2 separate regions of the Mus musculus genome follow, and region 1 is linked to region 2. Evidence: chromatin contacts called from public Hi-C data. All regions are on one chromosome and are shown on one strand. Each heading gives the region's core, a stretch centred on a gene start, on an enhancer-like site or on the middle of the called end of the contact. The rest is flanking DNA. Distances are from core to core; before and after follow the strand shown.

Region 1 (6,495 bases), core at 2,323-4,822, 130 kb before region 2:
TGCATATATTACACATATATGCATATATTACATACACATATAATATACAAATACTCGCACACATACATGCATATATATATATATATATATATATATATATATATATATATATATGTGTGTGTGTGTGTGGTACTTTGAAAAAGAATTCCCTCCCCCACTCTGGTAGATTCATGTATTTGAATACTTAGTCATCAGTTGGTAGTGCTGTTTGGGACAGTTTAGGGGGAAATATGTCACTGGGGATGGGCTTTGAGAGTCCAAGGACTTACACCATTTCCAGTTTCTCTGCTTTCTGCTTGTTGTTCAGGAAGTGAGCACTCAGCTTCTTAATTGACCCAATTAGCTGTTGGGTCTGCTGTTTGTTGGTGGCCACACCTCCCTGTTGTGATGATTATGGACTCTTAGCACTGTGCAACTGTAAGCCAAAATAAACTTTTCCTTAAGTTGTCTTGGTCATGGGGTTGTATCACAACAATAGGAAAGACAGAGAGAAACAGAGACAGAGAGACAGAGAGAGACACAAAGAGACACAGAGAGACAGACACAGAGACAGAGAGACCAGCACTATGAGCCTCATATATTTGACACTAGGAGCCTCTAAGGCTGTGAATTTAACATTTCTACTTTGTTTAAAGCTGTAAACCACACCATTGTAAATATTTAGTCTATGATAACACCCATATAATCTATAGATAGATAGATGATAGATAGATATTTGATACATATAAATATTATATATACATATATATTTGATATTAATCTCATCTTAAAAGAAATTTTCCCTCTAATTGTAATGACTTTTTGTTTGCTTTGTGTTTTAATTTTCAGTAAGGGATTTTTTAAAGTTGTAAATTAAAAATAATTATAAACCTTGCTGTAAAAATGAAAAAATGCAAACAAAAAACATCCCCAGGAGAAATGAACCAGACCAAAAGTCTATACATCTCAAATAAGTTCTACAAGCTAGAGAAGCCATTCTGAAGACACAGGGCTTCACAATGGATTTTATACTTCACTATCAGGTGCATTTTTATATATTTATCCACCACCGCAAATGAAAAACTTTTAAAATTATATATGTGTGTGGACATGTATCTACAGTGGTAAGATGTGAGTGCATGTGAGTGTAGGTGCCTCTGAAGGCCGGAAGAGAGCGTGGGATCTCCCAGAACTGGTGTTACAGGCAGTCTTGAGTCCCCAATATGAGTGCTGAGAACTGCACTTTGGTTCTCTACAAGAGCAATACTTGTTCCTACCTATTGACACAGCTTCTGCACATCTGGTGAATTTAAAAAAGAAAAGATTTGTTTTTACTCTGTGTGTGTGTGTGTGTGTGTGTGTGTGTGTGTGTGTGTAGTTAAACACAGAAGATAATATGGGGCATGCACAAAAGGGAAGCTCTGTGGACCTGCAGTGACAGGAGAGACTCTTTTTTTTTTTTTTTTTTTTTTGACAAGTGCTCAAGCAAAGAGTGTGGTTCATCACTGAGCCTGCCCTATGGAACAAATTGCTGTAAGGCGATTACCTTGAACTCAGGAACCGGGGCTTTGTCCAGGGGGTTTTGTTCATGAGAAGTGTAATTCAAGCCTAGTTTGTCACACTTCCTGCCTTTACACAGATAATCCCCCAGTGCACACCACCCTGTCATTTCAAACATGCACAGTGACCGAGCCCTTAGCACCTGCTCCTTAACATTCTCACCCAGATCAAACTGTCCCCATCATAGGTAGCTTATTCTTCAACAACCCTGGGCTAAAAGGGACCTGGGGGGGGGGTGTCGGGGCGGCGGAGTCATCAGAAGACAGACCAGGAGCACAATGGGCCTGGTGTATTTGATACTGGAGATTTTTGAAGTTACCTTCTCTACTGTGCTTAAAGCTATAGAACACCACACTGCGAAGGTTTTAGACAACGACGAGAAGTCACTGGTTTTAACCAGTTCTATCAGAGCAAAACCCCAAGGTGACAAGGCTTCAGTTTAGTTACCATGCTGGCATCTGTATGAATGGCCTCGCTAGATGTCTACTGAGTGTGATCCACTCATGGCAACGAGGAGGTGTAGACTAAATGGGCAGCTGGGCCTTGGTAGCTACACTGGCCAAGGAAAAAGAAGTGTGAGTGTTAGGTGAAGCATATTGTAAAGGAATGATGACATTTGTTTCATGTCTGAGGGATGCCAGGTGAAGGAAGATGTAGATGCCCCTCTGGGTTGGACCTATGGTTCTAGCCACAGAACATCTTACGTTGACGCGCCACTCTAGGAGCCGGATAACTCCTCAGCATCTCATGAGATGATGTTCTGCAAAGGTCAACAGTGTGACAACCCACCCACGGTCTCTTCTAAGGGGCTCCACCCTGCCCACACGGAAGGGGCAGGAGGCCTTGTGGTTACCTAGTGCCCAACCTTCTCTATTGACAGGATTGACCCAGGCTGAGCAACCCAAGCACATGCCAAGCAAGCCACAGATGGGTCACAGAGTTACAACCTATGCTGAAAGAGGGGCTGGACCACGTTCTGTCTTAGGGCTCTGAGCTTGAAACAAACAAAACGTCATGGTTTGTTCCAGAAGACGGGCTGTGTTGCTTAATCCTAGAAGAAACAACAACAACAAAGGAAAACCAACCAAACACACAAACAACAACAAGAAAAACACATAAGCTTCTCCTGAGGGAAGCATAGAAGTTCCTTGGGATATGGAATCATCTCTGAGTTCTACTGTCTTAAGACCAAGATTTAATATGCTTCCTGCTCTTGGGGAGAAATAATAACTTTATATATATATATATATATATATATATATATATATACACACACACACACACACACATACACACACACATACACACACATATATATACACATATGTAAATATAATACATATTAGTAAATATACATCATATATGTATATAATACACATACATATACACATACACATATACATATGTAGTCAGACATAAGATCCATGGCCTTCAATTGCCCAGAGTAGACTTTCATACCTGTAAGAAAACAAGCCCAGTGAAACCCATGGGAAATTGAAGTTGTCCCCCAGCTGAACTGCTGGGCCACAGGCCTTCTAAGGAAACCAACGGAAGCACACCGGTAAACTGGTAAAGTCTTACTAGGAAGGCAATGGCACCCAAAAAAAGAAAAGGGGGAAGTGAAAATCTTTCAAGATGATTGGAAAAGTTGGTGTGTGTGTCTCCCCATTAAGGGTGCAGCCTCCATTGAGCCATAGCATGGCAGATGAGTGATTTCCCACACACTAACTTTGAGATAGGGCCCAACAGACTGACTCCTGCTTATAAGATATGCTGGACACACCACAAGCACAAGGGACCGAAGCCAACTCAGAAGAAAAACATGGCAATGATCCCCCACGGTGTCTCAAGAGAACAGGGGCTAAACTCAGGGTACACCTATAGGGTCTAGCTTTGTTTCCATTCAGCTTTGAGAAAAACAACATTACTTCCTCTTTTAAAATGTATATCCCAATACGTGTGCATATTAAGTGTGAGACTAAAACATCCTTTCTAAAGCTCCTCAATGAGGCTGATTCTTGGCCAAAAATACTTCATGGTTCACAGCTCAACACAAGTTGGCCTCTGTAGAAACATCTCAGTTTAGAAGTGGAATTACCCTCCTGTTCAGTGCAGAAAAACATCTCACTGGTCTGAGAACTACAACTGTTCATTTACCGCTCACAGGAACTTTCCCGTGACTGGATCGTAAGAGTCATGCCTTCTGGCTCTGGTGATGCTAACAGCAAGATGGTGATGAGTTGGGCTTTGGGTCTGAATTCAATTCTAACTCCCAGTTGCTCTGTTGTCATAGAGCCTCAAGCAAGGCCTTCCCAGAGCTTCTTTCATTGTTATCATCATCTTCATCACCATCATCATTATTATATTTTAGACTTTTAATTTTGAGATTACAATACAATTAAAACATTTCTCTCTTCTCTTTCCAAAAGCCTCCTACACACACCTCCCCACTCTCCTTCAAATTCACAGTCTCTTCTTTCATTGTTTTTTTTTCCATTTTTTATTAGGTATTTAGCTCATTTACATTTCCAATGCTATACCAAAAGTCCCCCATATCCACCCACCCCCACTCCCCTGCCCACCCACTCCCCCTTTTTGGCCCTGGTGTTCCCCTGTACTGGGGCATATAAAGTTTGCAAGTCCAATGGGCCTCTCTTTCCAGTGATGGCCGACTAGGCCATCTTTTGATATATATGCAGCTAGAGTCAAGAGCTCCGGGGTACTTGTTAGTTCATAGTGTTGTTCCACCTATAGGGTTGCAGATCCCTTTAGCTCCTTGGCTACTTTCTCTAGCTCCTCCATTGGGAGCCCTATGATCCATCCATTAGCTGACTGTGAGCATCCACTTCTGTGTTTGCTAGGCCCCGGCATAGTCTCACAAGAGACAGCTACATCTGGGTCCTTTCAATAAAATCTTGCTAGTGTATGCAATGGTGTCAGCGTTTGGATGCTGATTATGGGGTGGATCCCTGGATATGGCAGTCTCTACATGGTCCATCCTTTCATCTCAGCTCCAAACTTTGTCTCTGTAACTCCTTCCATGGGTGTTTTGTTCCTAAATCTAAGGAGGGGCATAGTGTCCACACTTGAGTCTTCATTCTTCTTGAGTTTCATGTGTTTAGCAAATTGTATCTTATATCTTGGGTATCCTAGGTTTGGGGCTAATATCCACTTATCAGTGAGTACATATTGTGTGAGTTTCTTTGTGAATGTGTTACCTCACTCAGGATGATGCCCTCCAGGTCCATCCATTTGCCTAGGAATTTCATAAATTCATTCTTTTTAATAGCTGAGTAGTACTCCATTGTGTAGATGTACCACATTTTCTGTATCCATTCCTCTGTTGAGGGGCATCTGGGTTCTTTCCAGCTTCTGGCTATTATAAATAAGGCTGCTATGAACATAGTGGAGCATGTGTCCTTCTTACCGGTTGGGGCATCTTCTGGATATATGCCCAGGAGAGGTATTGCTGGATCCTCCGGTAGTACTATGTCCAATTTTCTGAGGAACCGCCAGACTGATTTCCAGAGTGGTTGTACAAGTCTGCAATCCCACCAACAATGGAGGAGTGTTCCAGTGTTCCTCTTTCTCCACATCCACGCCAGCATCTGCTGTCACCTGAATTTTTGATCTTAGCCATTCTGACTGGTGTGAGGTGGAATCTCAGGGTTGTTTTGATTTGCATTTCCCTGATGATTAAGGATGTTGAACATTTTTTCAGGTGCTTCTCTGCCATTCGGTATTCCTCAGGTGAGAATTCTTTGTTCAGTTCTGAGCCCCATTTTTAATGGGGTTATTTGATTTTCTGAAGTCCACCTTCTTGAGTTCTTTATACATGTTGGATATTAGTCCCCTATCTGATTTAGGATAGGTAAAGATCCTTTCCCAATCTCTTGGTGGTCTTTTTGTCTTATTGACGGTGTCTTTTGCCTTGCAGAAACTTTGGAGTTTCATTAGGTCCCATTTGTCAATTCTCTATCTTACAGCACAAGCCATTGCTGTTCTGTTCAGGAATTTTTCCCCTGTGCCCATATCTTCAAGGCTTTTCCCCACTTCCTCCTCTATAAGTTTCAGTGTCTCTGGTTTTATGTGAAGTTCCTTGATCCACTTAGATTTGACCTTAGTACAAGGAGATAAGTATGGATCGATTCGCATTCTTCTACACGATAACAACCAGTTGTGCCAGCACCAATTGTTGAAAATGCTGTCTTTCTTCCACTGGATGGTTTTAGCTCCCTTGTCGAAGATCAAGTGACCATAGGTGTGTGGGTTCATTTCTGGGTCTTCAATTCTATTCCATTGGTCTACTTGTCTGTCTCTATACCAGTACCATGCAGTTTTTATCACAATTGCTCTGTAGTAAAGCTTTAGGTCAGGCATGGTGATTCCGCCAGAGGTTCTTTTATCCTTGAGAAGACTTTTTGCTATCCTAGGTTTTTTGTTATTCCAGACGAATTTGCAAATTGCTCCTTCCAATTCGTTGAAGAATTGAGTTGGAATTTTGATGGGGATTGCATTGAATCTGTAGATTGCTTTTGGCAAGATAGCCATTTCTTCTTTCATTGTTATTGAACACGTATATGTAAAACATTCCTGCACCTAACTTCTCAGGCGATCATTATGAAAGACTGGGCAGAGAGACTGTAACGAGAGCATTGGGGACTTACAGTGAGATGGTGTCTCCTAGTTACATTGCAAGTTGTTCTCATGAAGTTTTACCATGGCTGCCCAGAGATGAGCTGAATAAGGGCAGTCCCAAGACGTGCCTAAGTGGTTGGGGACAAGCCCAGGAGTCCTCAACCCTACACAAAAAAACTACAGGCAAGGCTGGAGAGATGGCTTAGCAGTTAAGAGCACTGACTGTTCTTCCAGAGGTCCTGAGTTCAATTCCCAGCAACCACATGGTGGCTCACAACCATCTGTAATGGGGATCCAATGCCCTCTTCTAGTGTGTCT
Region 2 (5,984 bases), core at 608-3,107:
CAGGGTTTCTCTGTGTAGCCCTAGCTATCCCTGGAACTCACTCTGTAAGCCTCGAACTCAGAAATCCGCCCGCCTCTGCCTCCCGAGTGCTGGGATTAAAGACGTGCGCCACCACTGCCCGGCTCAAACACAAGTAATCTTAAGGATCCATTTACGTAGCCAAATAGTTGCTCTTACTGTGGAATGTAAATGGGGTTGGCTCACCATTTACAGATCTCACAGTGACACCCCCCCCAACATGGGTGCTGAACCTCGAACCACTTCAGTGGGCACCTCTCAACCAGAATTCTATCCTTCACCCCAATACTGAATCAGAAGCCCTGGGGTATAACGTCTAGAATCGCCCTTTAAGCTACCGAGGGACTTTGGGTGAGAAACAATGACTCAGAAGTCTGGATGCATCAAACCCAGCATTCTTTGGAGGAATGAACTGAGGACTTGGAAAGGTACGCTGTGCAGAAAGCCACAGCTTGTGAGCACCACAATAAGCTGCAGAAGCTACGTCCTTGTGTCCCTTGGTTCCTTTTACACCAATTCAAACTGTGTTTCGTTAAGTTGCACTTACGTCTTTTCCAAATGCGCACCTGCAAATTAATCTCTCGTGTACAGGCGGGGAATAATACAGTCAGTGCCTACGTCTTAAAAGTTTCTGTGAGGGTATTACTAAGATAAAACTCATTATTTAATGTATTTAACAAGGTACCTGGAATACCACACTTACTGGCTAGGATGCAAAACCCACACACACATACACACTAAAAGCCTGCCTTCTTAACTGAAAAGGATTTCCTGGGCCACTGCAGTTATAAACCCATGTTTAATTCTGAAAGTCCAAGAAGACCTTAAATTCAAGGGTAAGATTTAAATTCATAATATCTACTATCTTCCTTTGCCAGCCACCACCTACGTCTGCAAAAAGTCCAGAGAATAATCACTCTGCGGTGACCTAACTTCATAAACCAGCCCGATAGTTGCATTGCTCTAGAGACTCATGACAGCGATAATCTATTCTGACAAAACGCCCCTTGCCCCTCAACTGGTGTTTCTCGGGCGCCCTACGGATGGATAACCACTAGTATACAGAACCCTTGGCTGTAGCAAATGGCCTCTCAAAGCTTCCCGCTATCAGTGAGTCAAGGAGCAGCGTCATCAGGCCCAGAGGCAAACAACAGCTGCGCACAGCTGTGCTGGGTGACCGCTTTGGTTACCCGCCCGACCCCATTCACCTCCTAAGAAACAGAAAAATAGACAAGCGCCATCCACAGATCTCCACGGCGCACACAGTGTGGCCTACGAGCAGCTAAGGTTGACCCCGAAACCTCATTCCTAGGGAGCAAGGGTCAAAGGTGACCCCGAGTGACCCAGCAGGCCCTAGCGGCACAAGAAGGTTAACGACCCTCTTGTGCCGTTTTTTTCCCAGCGGCGAGAAGCCTCCACCAGCTGCCGGAAGTATGTCACCCCGACTGCGGGGATGGCGGGAGTTGTAGTTAACTGGCTATATCTCTTGCAATAATAGTTCAGTTTTATCAAACAAGTAAACACCCTGAGGCTCTGCAAAACGAACGCGCTGCTCGCTTTCTGCCAAGTTCTTAAAAAAATCCTGGTTTCCCCTGCTCCGCAGGACGCGTTCGTGCCCCGCGCAAGCGCAGGCTCGGACTACACATCCCAGCGTGCCTTGCGGCGCTCCCGCCGCGCCCGGCTGTAGTCGTTGGTGTGGGCCGCGTGAATGGAGCTCCGCGCGTGAGGCAGCGCCTGGCACGGCCCGCGCCAGCGCCTGTCTGGGCCCCGGAGCGTGAGTGCGGGTAGCGGCCGTGCGCGTGCGCACTCGCCTTCGCGCGCGGGCAAGCGCCCGACCATTGGCGCGCTAAGCGGGCGACCGTGCAAGGCGGCCCCGCGCGCCCCGCTGGCCGGTTGTTGCGGGGAGGTCTCCCGCCTGGCGCGGGGGTCCGCGCGGGTAGCCGTGGCGGCCGCCGGAGACCGCAAGGGGCGGCGCAGAGGCGGAACGGGCCGGCCGCGAGCCGCGCAGGAAGCGCCAAGCATGCCCCGCGACAACATGGCCTCCCTGATCCAGCGCATCGCTCGCCAGGCGTGTCTCACCTTCCGCGGCAGCTCGACGGGCTCCGAAGGGCCGGCGCCGGGCTTCCCGGAGAACCTGAGCCTGCTCAAGAGCCTGCTGACCCAGGTGCGCGCCGAGGACCTCAACATCGCGCCGCGCAAGGCGCTGCCGCAGCCGCTGCCCCGCAACCTCCCGCCGGTCACCTACATGCACATCTACGAGACGGAGGGCTTCAGCCTGGGCGTGTTCCTGCTCAAGAGCGGCACGTGCATCCCGCTGCACGACCACCCGGGCATGCACGGTATGCTCAAGGTGCTGTACGGCACGGTCCGCATCAGCTGCATGGACAAGCTGGACACGGGGGCCGGGCATCGGCGGCCGCCGCCAGAGCAGCAGTTCGAGCCCCCGCTGCAGCCCTTGGAGCGGGAGGCCGTGCGACCGGGCGTGCTGCGTTCCCGGGCCGAGTACACCGAGGCCAGTGGGCCCTGCGTGCTCACTCCACACCGGGACAACCTGCACCAGATTGATGCCGTGGACGGGCCAGCTGCCTTCCTGGACATCCTGGCCCCACCCTACGACCCGGAGGACGGCCGGGACTGCCACTATTACCGTGTAGTGGAGCCCATCAGACCCAAGGAGGCTTCCGGCTCTGCCTGCGACCTTCCCCGAGAAGTGTGGCTCCTGGAGACACCACAGGCCGACGACTTCTGGTGCGAGGGAGAGCCCTATCCAGGCCCCAAGGTCCTACCTTGAAGCTCCTGCCGCCCGGGGAACTGTGGGCCAAAGATGTACCCTGCCCTGCTCAAGAAAGGCCTGGCTGCCCTCTATCTTCCATAAGGGCTCTTCTCTCCGCCCCCTCGCCTGGACGATGGATTTACTGGAGTGACCAGCGCCACATCTTGAGGAACCTTGGGGAACACGGCCCACTGGAGTACAGCCACCACCGGGCACGGTTATGGGGGCGGGTGGGCGGAAGGCTAGGTTGATTCCTGGTATCCTCAGTGCCACCAAGGCTTTGATTTAAGGGAACCGGGCAGGGACCCTAAAGCGCTTCCATCCTAAAGCCATAATGAAACCATTTTTGTTTCTCATTCTCTACAAAATACACTAAGTAGTTTTGAATCCCTCTTCCCTTCGGTGACTCAGATTTGTTTTCTCTCCTGCCCACGATTGCTCCTTAATAGTTTAATTTATTACTGATTGTGCATGACCTTGAATTGTTCTTGTTTTCTTTTTTTTTTTTTTTTTTTTTTTTTTAGTTATTCGTTTGGTTAAAACACACACACAAACTACTCAGCATCTAAAGTGAGGAGTTCTGAAAAGACATCTTTCTAGCACTGGGGTTCACCCTCATAACTGTGCGTGTTGAGGACGATGTCTTTCCTCCCCTGGCTTGGTAGCCACTTCTGGTGTACTCAGGTAACCTTTAGTAAGAAGGTCACATACGCGAATTCTCTTGTCAGGCCCTTAAAGCTCGTCTTTCCCTTGGGTCTCAAGATCTGTCGTTTAAACAAATTTTTTTGTTGCTATTGGGGATTTGCCTTTAAAGCAAAGACGATTATTATCCTCAGCTGACTTTTTCCTTGACGTGCTTCAAAGATGATACAATAATTATGTGTTTTCTAACCAGACGATTCCGAGGAGCGGAATCTGCTATGCTTCCAAATAACTGAATGTAAAGGCCCTGGCCACCTGTTGAATTCCATACTCGTATTTACTTCCAGCTTCTTCCTAGGAAAGAAGAGAAAGATACTCTTGACTGTTTGTTGTTGTTGTTGTTGTTGTTGTTGTTGGTTTTGTTCTGTTTTGGTTTTTTGTTTTTGTTTTTTTGCGTTCTCTGTGGAGGGAGCCTGCAGAGGAGCTGTGTGGTTCCAGCTGTGCTGCCGGGAGATAGCCTCCCAGCACTCCCTTAAACAAGAGCCAGTGCTGCCTACTACTGCCTTCTCTTGCAGGAAGAGGTAGAGAGCATGTAGTACCCTGGGAGGGGCTCTGGAAGTAGGCTGCTGGCTAAGCAGGCAAGAAGCCCTGGGCTCAATCCTCAGTACCACATAAACCAAGTGTAGCACACAGCATTTAGGAAATATAGGCAGGAGGATCAGAAGTCAAGGTCAGACTTGGCTACATAGTGAATTTGAGCGGAACCGTGGATGCATAAGACACCATCATATAAATGTGTGTGTATACATAACATATGAATATGTATATATACACATATACATATGTATGTACACACACACATATGAAATGGATACATGGAATAGATGCTTGAGAATTTAGCCATTTAGGGCACCAAGATTGGAGACTAAACCCTATGCCAACACTGCAGCAAACCCTAGCGCTGCTGCAGTATTATGGCTGGCGGAGGCTCAGCCCCTTTACCATGTTTACAGACGTGTCTATCGATTCTGACCATGGACCACCAGTTTCCCCTGTTTACTATGTGTAGGGTTCCTTTTTATCACAGGCCTTTTCATAAAGACAAACTGTAGAAATCAGATGTGCCCAGCTGTCTTCTAAGCTCTCTTGATGGCTCATGTGGCAATAGAATATACTAATATCGGCAATAAATGGAGACTTACTGTCATGAGTGACAAATGTTTGTTGACCTGGCAGGGAAACAAACTGCTTTTGGCTCCATGTATCCAGGATACACATCCAGGCTGAAGGGGTGTCCTTCCCGGTGCAGTCATTAAAGTGGTACGAGACAGCAAATTATTGCTGGCTTGGCTTGTGGCTTTTTGTTTGTTTGTTTGTTTGTTTCATTTTAATAAAAATGAGAACAACAGGCCAGTGGAAACCTGCTTTAAACCTGACAAACCATGAGCAACACCCAAACACTTCCACCATGGCTGCTAGAGTTCAAGTTCTTTCTGATCATGGTCTTTAAAATGCCTTTGGAGCCTCTCGAAGCAGCTCTTTGAGCCACTCGTATGAACATCTAGATAGGAAGTGATGGTTTTAAATTTGACTATTTTCATAGAATATTAATAATGAATATGGTTTTTCAGCCACATACAGATTTTGAATTGCAGCAAAGGTTGATTCCTTTACAAGGATTGTTGAGAGTCATGTGTACTTTACAGCATACTCTGGAGGTCCTTTCATGGAGCCTGTAGAAGTCTAGCCTGGAATTGGGCTAGTAATAACAATTATTATGAAGGCCTTCATTGCAAAAGAAGGAGGAGAAATATTAAAGGTTTGTTATAAGCAGTTTGGAAGGAAAAAAACCCTAAGGTGCTTTTCAAAAGAGTAACGAAATTGTTCTGAGCTAAAACAGCAATACTGTGTTCCTCATTAGTTCAATAGGAACAGTGAAACTGTCATTTCACTAATAAACTGAGTAAACTTACGGTGAAAACAGTGTAATATGTTTTAATGAGCCACTTGAGAAAGAATATGCTCGTTACTAAGATAAAATGTGCAGAAAAATCCTTGCACGTCTATGCATAAACTATTAGCTATAACTTCTGCCGTTGTGTTTCCCTGTAGGTCTACAATATAGATTGTGGTCTAGAAATTAGGATAAAAGTTACCTTCTCCTTTTCTTAGAAAAGACCAATGAGCACAATGGTGTTAAGTCACTTAACTGTTCTGATGAATAATAAATGCAATAACTAGATCCTGAGTGAGACGCTGTCTGTCTGTCTGTCTAAATACACTGAACCTTTTCAACCTTGTAGTTCTATCAGTGACCAGTTATATCGATGTAAGATTTTCATACCTTCCTACTCCTTTGAGAATTGATGGGTTTACTACCACATGCTGCTGATTACATTAAAAAACAACAACAACAAAAAAAAAACCCTGCCTTTTAGGTAATGTGTTTTCTATGTTAATAGGAGTGAGTTCTCTTGAGTTTTTAACATGACTGTCAAAATGTACACCTTTCCTTCCCCACTCGATCCTTGCATTGTCTTGTAGGTTCCTT

What was found. Hi-C and Micro-C count contacts between places; a contact is called where the count stands out from the background.
Region 1: a contact with region 2 is called in a Hi-C map of B cells, with 6 read pairs. The contact joins the enhancer-like site here to the promoter of Ado in region 2. A contact is called at or near these places in 4 of 39 promoter capture datasets (3T3-L1-derived adipocytes, the C10 cell line and neutrophils), 1 of 15 datasets of contacts at CTCF or cohesin (the NIH/3T3 cell line), 3 of 484 Hi-C or Micro-C datasets (B cells, bone marrow-derived macrophages and nephron progenitors), 9 of 115 datasets of contacts at active chromatin or transcription factors (CD8 T cells, bone marrow-derived macrophages, craniofacial prominence and 5 more) and 2 of 9 other capture datasets (adipose tissue and liver).

What each region holds. Positions count from the first base shown.
Region 1 is chr10:67,676,303-67,682,797 of GRCm38.p6, reverse strand. No RefSeq gene overlaps it. Among named protein-coding and RNA genes, the nearest start is that of Gm32438, 14 kb to the left of the region's middle. Within about 2 kb of position 3,572, at least 12 of the 459 cell types and tissues checked have an H3K27ac peak or open chromatin away from gene starts, as enhancers often do. A contact at or near this core is called in B cells, where this site is marked.
Region 2 is chr10:67,544,828-67,550,811 of GRCm38.p6, reverse strand. It overlaps Ado (2-aminoethanethiol (cysteamine) dioxygenase), which reads left to right and starts at 1,857. Exons shown (of 1, transcript NM_001005419.2): 1 at 1,857-5,984. The coding sequence starts at 2,039. The coding sequence ends at 2,809.